Regions from separate parts of the Mus musculus genome. Here region 1 is linked to region 2. A link is a contact called in public Hi-C data. All regions are on one chromosome and are shown on one strand. Each heading gives the region's core, a stretch centred on a gene start, on an enhancer-like site or on the middle of the called end of the contact. The rest is flanking DNA. Distances are from core to core; before and after follow the strand shown. Region 1 holds the start of Ifit3b (interferon-induced protein with tetratricopeptide repeats 3B). Region 2 holds the start of Minpp1 (multiple inositol polyphosphate histidine phosphatase 1).

Region 1 (4,083 bases), core at 1,006-3,505, 2.1 Mb before region 2:
TCTTCCAAAGTGTGGGTGGCAAATCACCTGAGCCAGGATCCACGATTAAATTAAAAAAATAAATAAATAAAGCAAGCTGGGCACCAGTATCTACCTGCCTCTGCTTCCTCACTAACCACAGTGAGAGCAGCATGTGCTGTTACCACCATGCATTCACTGCCTAATTGTCACCTCAAACTCTAAGCTGACATAAATTAACATTTTCTTCCTTAAGTTGCTTTCATCGGGTCTCTTATAATAGCATCCTAAGCAATGTAACTAACACAGAGAGACAGACATAATGCACAATTTGGTTAACCTGGGTTATAAGAAATTTAGACATAGGAACATTTACTGTCTAGACACTAAAAGACCAAAACAGGCAAAGCTGTACCTAGAACAAGAGCTTTTCATGAGACTTTACAGGAGGTTCTTATCCAGAAGGGGCCAGGTGCCTTCCCAGGTCCTTTATTTACCCCATTCTTCAATATCTAACATTCCTGGGGAAGAACAGCTCAAGCTACCTCTGGTATCACAGAATGCAGTGGTATAGACCCTTGGCCAGCAAAATCTAGAGGGTCCAGCTAGAACCTGCTTTGATTGGTAGCTCTATATTCAGCCAAACAGAAAACACATCAAAGTCTCTTGTTCAGGCTTGCCATTAATGTTCTACACATGTCAGTTTTCTGGTCAACCACACTCAGAACTAATACTGATCTTCTCAGAGGCCCATTCTATGGGAAGGAGTAAGCTAATGTAGTTGGAGGTGCATGATTGTCATCCCCTGTGTTTCCAACCTGAACCTTGCTAACCCTTGTTACCCGTGGAGTTGAGGGTAGGGAAGACTGTCTTTTTTCTTAGCTTCCACAGTAGCTAATAACATCAGCCTTCCCTCAGCCAACAAGGCTTGTATCCTTACATGATATGTATTTGTCAGAAACATTAGCCCTTCCTCTTAGTTCTCTCTGAGTCTCCTCTAATGGCAGTTATAGTTGCAGTTAAAAACAATTCACTCTCTGGAGATATGGCTCAACAGTTAAGAGCACTTGTTGCTCTTCCAGAGGTCCTGAGTTCAATTCCCAGCAACCACATGGTGGCTCACAACCATCTGTAATGGGATCTGATGCTCTCTTCTGGTTTGTCTGCAGACACCCAAAGTGTATGCATATATACAAAATAAATAAATCTCTTTAAAAACATCAGAAATACTATGATTACTCTTTACTTACAATACAATGCACTTATTTTAATGATTTGTGTACACTGGGTCTCAGCAATTGTTTATGCCCATGTGCCCACCCACACTCCTTATAGGTTATGTCTGACATCCCTGAAATTCCTGTGTGTATCTTCATATTCTACCCTTACCATCTCTAGGTAACCATTGTTCTGCTTTCATAGCTACAAATTAAGCAGAGTTTGTATTTGAGGGGAAATGTGTTTTTGCTTGTCCTGCAGCCTTAGATACTAGAAAAAAAACTTTAACCTTTGAGATTTTGTGGCATATGAAAAATTAAAAAAAAACCCAATTTAAATAAAAGCCCTGCTCATCTGTGAGAACTATTTCTTAAAACCTCAATCATGAAGTGGTCATAGTTTTCACAAACATGAAGTGAGCTTGCACTACTGTTTCCAACTCTTACACTAGCTACTGGCGAAGGATTGGTTCTTTTGAAAAAGCACACACACAGACACACAAACACAGAGACACATACACACATCGCATACAAACACACAGCAACACACATGCAGACACACACACAGATACACATAAACAATGAGACACACACATACAGACACACATACAGAAAAACACAACAAACTCACACACATGGAAACACAGACAGACAAACAGACAGACAGACAGACAGACAGATAGACACACACACACACACACACACACACACAACTTTCTATTGTCTTGATCACTTTTAATAAAACACCAACAAATCCCAGAAAGAGTGACTCCTCTAGTGCTAGCTTTGAGTCAAACTTTGTGCTTCAGTGGACCTACCCGTGTCTATCAATATTCTCCAGGGGCATCCAGTGAGCAGTTTTAGAAACTGCAGTGTCTTGCACATTTACACAGAGAAATAATGAAAAAGGTCCAATAAAAAAAAAGCCATGCTCATGCAAGTGATTTCAATCTACAAGCAAGCAGACAACTTAAGACTCTGCTGTGCAGTGATCAGCTCAGTTTATCATTTAATTGGAGAAGCAGAGATTGCACTGACCTCATGATGGTGATCTGTTTCTGTGCTGCTGGGAAAAGCTGGGTGTGGGCTGAGAAATCTCAGTCCACTCTAAGTGGAGACTCAGAGGATTATATAAGAGGGCAGTCGGGGGGGGGGGGGGGATGAATCAGCTGGTGCTCTGCTGCTTCTAAGGACTCAGTGTTTGTGAAAGGGAAGAGGAAAGTAGAAACTGAAACAGACTTAAAATCAACCAGAAGAGGAAAGTGAAACTTACCACTGAGACCTTCTATGTCCTGGCCACAGCATTGGATAAGCTCTGGACTCTGCCTCTGGTGTCAGAGGGTCGAGAGGCATTTCCTCCAGCCTGACAGTCCCTCTGGGAGGAAAAGAGTGTTTTCCACAGTCTCTAGTGCACTCTGCAGAGGTTTCTGGGGCCACACGAAAGAAACTATTCTAAAATATTTTGAAAGAAGTGATAGTGTGTTTCCTTCTCTGAGTTCCCTTGTGGTACACAGGTTTCAATCCAGCTTTAATGACTATGTCCATGTGACTAGCTCTGGAGTTTTGCCAGAGTCTAATCAAACCAATGTTTTCATTTTATGCTACACTGAATTCAAGTAGCAAAACACCAGGGGGATTCGCTGTGCTGTTTCACACCTAGAGGTCTGTGGTGATCATTTACTTTACACCCAGTCCCTGAATAGAATTGGTAACATGTGCATCACTGCTTCCTGGGTGGGAGAACAAATATGTGACTAAGTGAAAGACTTCTGCTTTGAGTTATGAAGTCATGCATGAGTAGAAGGAGGTATGGAGGACCAATCCTTAGGTATGGATTGGGTGCTTAGCTTCATGATTTCTTTAAAGCGTGGCTTTCACTGCTCATTTGCTAAGCATGATAACCTAGTCAGCTGTGGAATTCTGGGTCCTTCTTTCACTTAGCAACTTGAGATTGTTAATGGCATAAGAGGTAAGCACATACCTGCTAGACCCACTGTGTTTGCCTTAAGCCTAAACTTTGGAAGCCTCAGGTAGCAAAGCCACAGAAAGGATACAACTTTCATTGATCTCATTTTCTTTAGTGGTTCAGAGCACAATGCCTGATTTTGGTCTAGTGGGACTTGGAATGCTAATGTACAAGCCCAAGGAGGATGGGCCTGCATCCTTCTGCTTCTTTGCTCTGATGGATAGGAAACGGTGGGCTGGACACTTAGGCATTGTGCCTTGATATAAGAGATGTTGCTTTAGCACTGCAGAAAATCTCTAAGTAACAGAAGTTGTTAAATCAGGCAAATGGCACACTCACAAGGTTGTTCCCTCTTTGAAGAATATAGGGGGCTATGGTTGACTGATTGACTGATACATCAATTGATTTTCTTGCTTTCTGCCTCTCTGTTTCTTTTGCTCTGCTTTGTGTGTATACAAATGTACATGTGTGTGCATGCATGCCTCTGCGTGTGTGTGTGTGTGTGTGTGTGTGTGTGTGTGTGTGTGTAATTTTTCACAGAGGAGAAAATAGGGCATACTATTCAGTGGAGCAGAATCAATGATGGGTCAGAGTTTTTGACTAGATATTTGCATATAAAGCTTATTTTGGCTTGTTAGACAGACACTTTAAATACAGATTGGAAGAAGGCACCTGGGAGAGAGAAAGACCTTCCTTTCATAGGTTTTTTTTTTCTCATCCCACTCTGCATGTAGGGTACTGAGTATCAGCACTGAAGTACCATTCTAGACACTGTGCTTGGCTGTGTCTAGGGTGTTTAACTTGAGCCTGAAAATGGAAATATCTACATTGCCTTGGATTAAATCTCAGAACAGAACTTTAGCATCTATACAGGAATCTCACCATAAACTCACAAGGAAAGTCCTGACACTGCCCTGGCTGACCTGTAAGTAAATCTGGTTT
Region 2 (4,406 bases), core at 1,376-3,875:
CAGAGGATGGCCTAGTTGGCCATCATTGGGAAGAGAGGCCCATTGGTCTTGCAAACTTTATATGCCCCAGTACAGGGGAACACCAGGACAAAGAAGAGGGAGTGAGTGGGTAGGGGAGCAGGGCGGGGGGAGGGTATAAGGGACTTTCCGGATAGTATATGAAATGTAAATGAAGAAAATATCTAATAAAAAATTGGAAAAAAAGAGATTTATTGGTGTTCATTTAGTGTGCAACTAGCATGACTCAGTTCTCCCTTTCACAACATGCACCCAGGGACCCGACACAGGGCGTCAGGCGTGGCTGCAAGCCCCTGAACCTGCTGAGCCATCTCAGCAGCCCTGTTGTGCTACTTTAAATGTTCTAGTTTTGACACTCAAGTTCATTTGAATGGATTTAGGAAGATGTTCACTCAATCTAATGAGAAAAAAAAAGTAGCCATAATTAAAAAGCATACTCAACAAATAAGCATACATACATACATACATCAGCCAGTTGAGTTATTCAAATTAGTAACACAACACACAACCATGTGGAAATCTCTAAGAGGTTTTTAAGTATTAGGGGAGAAATGGGAAACTGAATTTTTCTGTTGTTTGAGTCTTTGTCGGCTAATGTCCTTGCTTCAGTTCTCTGAGGCTCAAACTGATAAGCAGTTGCTAACACTTATCCACTCCTAACCCCCACGCTATTTTCTTCAAGTTATCTTACAGGGAAGCCGTATGCATAGCGTTGAGAGCAAGCTCTATATAAGATTCCCTAGGTCCTTGTCTAACTGTATGAAAATCTGCAAATTATTTGGTACCTTTTGCTTCATTTCTTGTGCGTGAGATTGGCAGGGGACACACTTAGCAACTTCATAAAGCAGTGTTAAGTGCCCAGTGTACAGGATGCTCGGCACACAGAAAGCGTTACCGTTTGCCGCAACAGCTAAAACATTTTCCGAAGGAAAACTCACCACTCTAGAAAAGCCACAAATCTGGATACTGGGCCTGACTAGTTCACCACTATATAAGGGTGATGAAGGGGACACACTCTTGGCTTCTTCACCTGTGAAATGAGGATTCCACTACTTGTGCCCCGAAATCCCGAAGCCGTATAATAATGGAATAAGTAGGTGAGGTAATATACATGTGACTACGGACCACAGCTACAACAAGGGAAACTACAGCAAACACAAGAACGAAACAGGGTACCCTAACCCTAAGTAAGGCTTAAAGAGGCTTTGAGGAGCAGCTTCCTAAAAAATCCTTGTAAATGTCGAAACACAGGAAAAGATGTTGTTAACAACAACAACAACAAAAAAGCCAAAAGTCCTGTGATCCCAGCCCTCAGGAGGCAGAGGCAGGTGGATCTCTGTGAAGCCAGCATAGCCTACAAAGCGAGTCCAGGACAACCAGGGCTGAGAAACCCTGTGTCAAAAAAACAAAACAACAAAACTCCCAATTCTCACAAGCAGTTTGGGAGGAAGAAAGTTCTATATTATTAAGTGCGCCCAGGTGTTAAACTACTTGCCAGGAAGGGAAAAGAAGCTAGGTTGGCACTCGGGGGGATAACGCGATTTGGGAATGTGGAATGTAAAACGAGAAGCGATACTTTCTTTCCCCTCCTTCTAGCTGGGTCTCCAGCGTCCCCTACTGCACTCTTGCGCAGAAAATGCTAGGAATTCACACCTGATGAGTGAATGGACAAGCGTATTACTAAAACAACAGAGACAACCAAGTCCACATCCTGGGTCCCGAGAACGCAAGCGGGAAAGGGAGGTGACAAAAAGGGACACGAGGGGAGGCTGGATGAGGGAGTCCGCAGTCTAGGGAAGGCGGAGCGCGCTGTCACCTGAGACGTCGGGAGGTGGCAGTCCTGGGTGGTAATGCTGCCACAACCCCTGGAGGAAGGCGGCGCTGCTGTCCACACAGCGGTGCTTGGAGCTGGTGATCAGCCGCAGGCGGTCGTAGTTCTCCCGGCTGAAGAGGTCTGGGAAGAGGGCAGCCAGACGCAGGGCCAGCTGTCGCATGTCCTGCCGCCCCTTCTCCACCAGCTGCCCGTCCATCCAGTCACCGTACCACAGCGGCCACTCGGCCAGCGCGGCGGCCACTTGGCTCCCGCCATCCCGGGACTCGCGGGTCTGCAGCAGCCCCTGCAGCTGCTTCAGCTTGCGGATCTGCTTGGTCGTAGGGTAGCGGGTGCCGTGACGGATGAGGGCGACCAGCTGCACCGGGGTGCAGGTCCCCGCCAGCAGCTCCGGGTCCCGCCGCGGCGCCACCGGATCGACCAGCAGCCAGGGGTTGGCATCTTCGTAGCGTGTCTTCGTGCCGAAGTAGGGGCTGAGCACCGAAGCCACCGGGTCGCCGCGCCCCGGGAGAGAGCAGCGCGCGAACGACGAGAGCAGCGCCGCAGCCAGGACCGCGGCGGGCGCTACCGAGGCCGGGAGGTGGCTGCGCGCGCCGCGAAGCATCGTGCCCGGGGGCCCCGCGGAGGGCGGCGCGCCGCTTGCCGACCCCCACTTCCGGATCCGCCGGCGGGGGCGGGAGCAGAGCGCACTTCCGGCCCGGGAACCTCAGAAGGCAAGCGTGGTCTCCGGTGCTGTCACCGAGCGAGTGTGGCCGATCGTCTCGGAGCTTCGGTGTGGACAAGTGGAGAGGCGGAAACCTCCGACGAGCGTGTGACACCGGGCGCAGGTGGAGCCGGCGTCAGTTGACCCGGAGCGTGGGCGACTGTCCGGCAGCTTGGCGCCTCAGGAACCGATTCAAAGATTCCTGAGCTGTTTAGGTTTTTCGGTGTGGTAAAAGAGCACACATGAATCCTTTCCTTTTTCTAGTAGGTAGCCCGGCTTCTACCAAAAGAGAAGCTATAGGAGATGGCTTTTGTCCCTTACGGTGTGTTTTCAACATGTGGCCCCTGAACGATCAGTCTCAAGATCCCTCGAGAAAGAACGTCTGTGGCCTTTGCTTACAAGATACCTCCTGAAGCACACGCCCTCCCCCGACCCTCTTGTTAAGAGTTTGAAAATAAGCAGGACACCTCAGAGCCATGAATTTAGAAAGGGGCTTATTCCTTCAGAAATTTAAGCCCTGGGCTTCAATTTAAGTATGATTTTAATGTAGGCTAGAGCTGACACACCACCTCAAGATTGTAAGCTTGTTTATGCCAAAGGCCATTGAGAGAATAGAAACAGCCGTCCTTATAATTTGAGCACACTGAATCATGGCCTCACAGATGCACTCCATTATTAAATATGACCTCATCACTGTATGGAGGAAACACCCATATTCTCCCATGTAGTTAGATATGCAAATCAGTTGAGATTTTAAAATGTGCATGTGTGAACTAGCATGACTATATGTACAACATTTGTGAGCCCACGAAGGCTAGAATAAAGCGTTGGAGTCCCTAGAACGGGAGTTTCAGGCTGTTGTGAGCTGTCATGTGTACTGTAAACTAAACTGGGGTCTTTTTCAAAACCATTAAGCACTCAGTCACTGAGTCAACCCCAACAGTTGAGTGTCTGTCAGGCCACATAGCTCCGAATCTTGGACTCAAAAATCTTGAATCTAAATACCTTGTTTGTTTGTTTTTTTCCTACCCAAACCTCAGTATGTATGACAATTAAGGAAGATTATTAAATGATAAAATGATCCAAACCCAAGGAGATTTTAACCACATTGGCCACATTGGATCTTTCTCATAAGGACAGTTACCATCTGTACTTAATGGTACAGAAAATTGTACTGTTAAGCACTGACCAAGAAGAAAATGTTATAAAAATCCAGAGTAAATTCCAACTTGAATGCTGAAATTTTAAGGCTCAGGAGTGGGGGAATTCTAACAGAACTGTGCTTTTTTTTTTTTTTTTGATATGTCATTTTGTAGTGTTTAAATGACTAAAAATTCGTGACCAGTCTTACTTTTCACAGGAGGTTACTTAAATTAGTATTCATTGAATTTTAAGCCTTACACCTTATAGACTAAGGTGCTTGCGTTGTTATTTGTTTTCAGTATAAGACATTTTTTTCAATTGTACTTTGATAGTTTACAAAGCAGTAGGTTTCCTTGTGCCCTTTTCATACATGCTTAGTTTTTGCTGAACCTCCTCCAGCCCTGACCTCTCCTCCATGGCCCAGCTTGGATCCCCTACTTAAGCCCTTTCCCAGTGTCCCTCATTCCTTATCAAATGTGTTCTAGAACCATGCCCACTCCTCACCCTTACAAAGTTTCCTTTGTTCTTCCTGGGCCCCTTTTTAGTTTCCTAGTGTCAACAAGCACTCACATATATACACTAAAATCCAAACATGAGAGAGAATGTGTTTGCTTTTTTAAGCCTAAATGTCTTCCAGTTCTATCAGTTTTTGGGAAAATTTCATTTTTCTATATGGGTGAGTAAAATCCCAGTGTATATAAGTACTGTTGT

Evidence for each region. Hi-C and Micro-C count contacts between places; a contact is called where the count stands out from the background.
Region 1: a contact with region 2 is called in a Hi-C map of B cells, with 5 read pairs. The contact joins the promoter of Ifit3b here to the promoter of Minpp1 in region 2.

What each region holds. Positions count from the first base shown.
Region 1 is chr19:34,606,129-34,610,211 of GRCm38.p6, reverse strand. Ifit3b (interferon-induced protein with tetratricopeptide repeats 3B) reads right to left here and starts at 2,255. Exons shown (of 2, transcript NM_001005858.3): 1 at 2,214-2,255. The coding sequence starts at 2,218. It also overlaps a transcript of Ifit1bl1 not described here.
Region 2 is chr19:32,483,988-32,488,393 of GRCm38.p6, reverse strand. Minpp1 (multiple inositol polyphosphate histidine phosphatase 1) reads right to left here and starts at 2,625. Exons shown (of 5, transcript NM_010799.2): 1 at 1,835-2,625. The coding sequence starts at 2,453.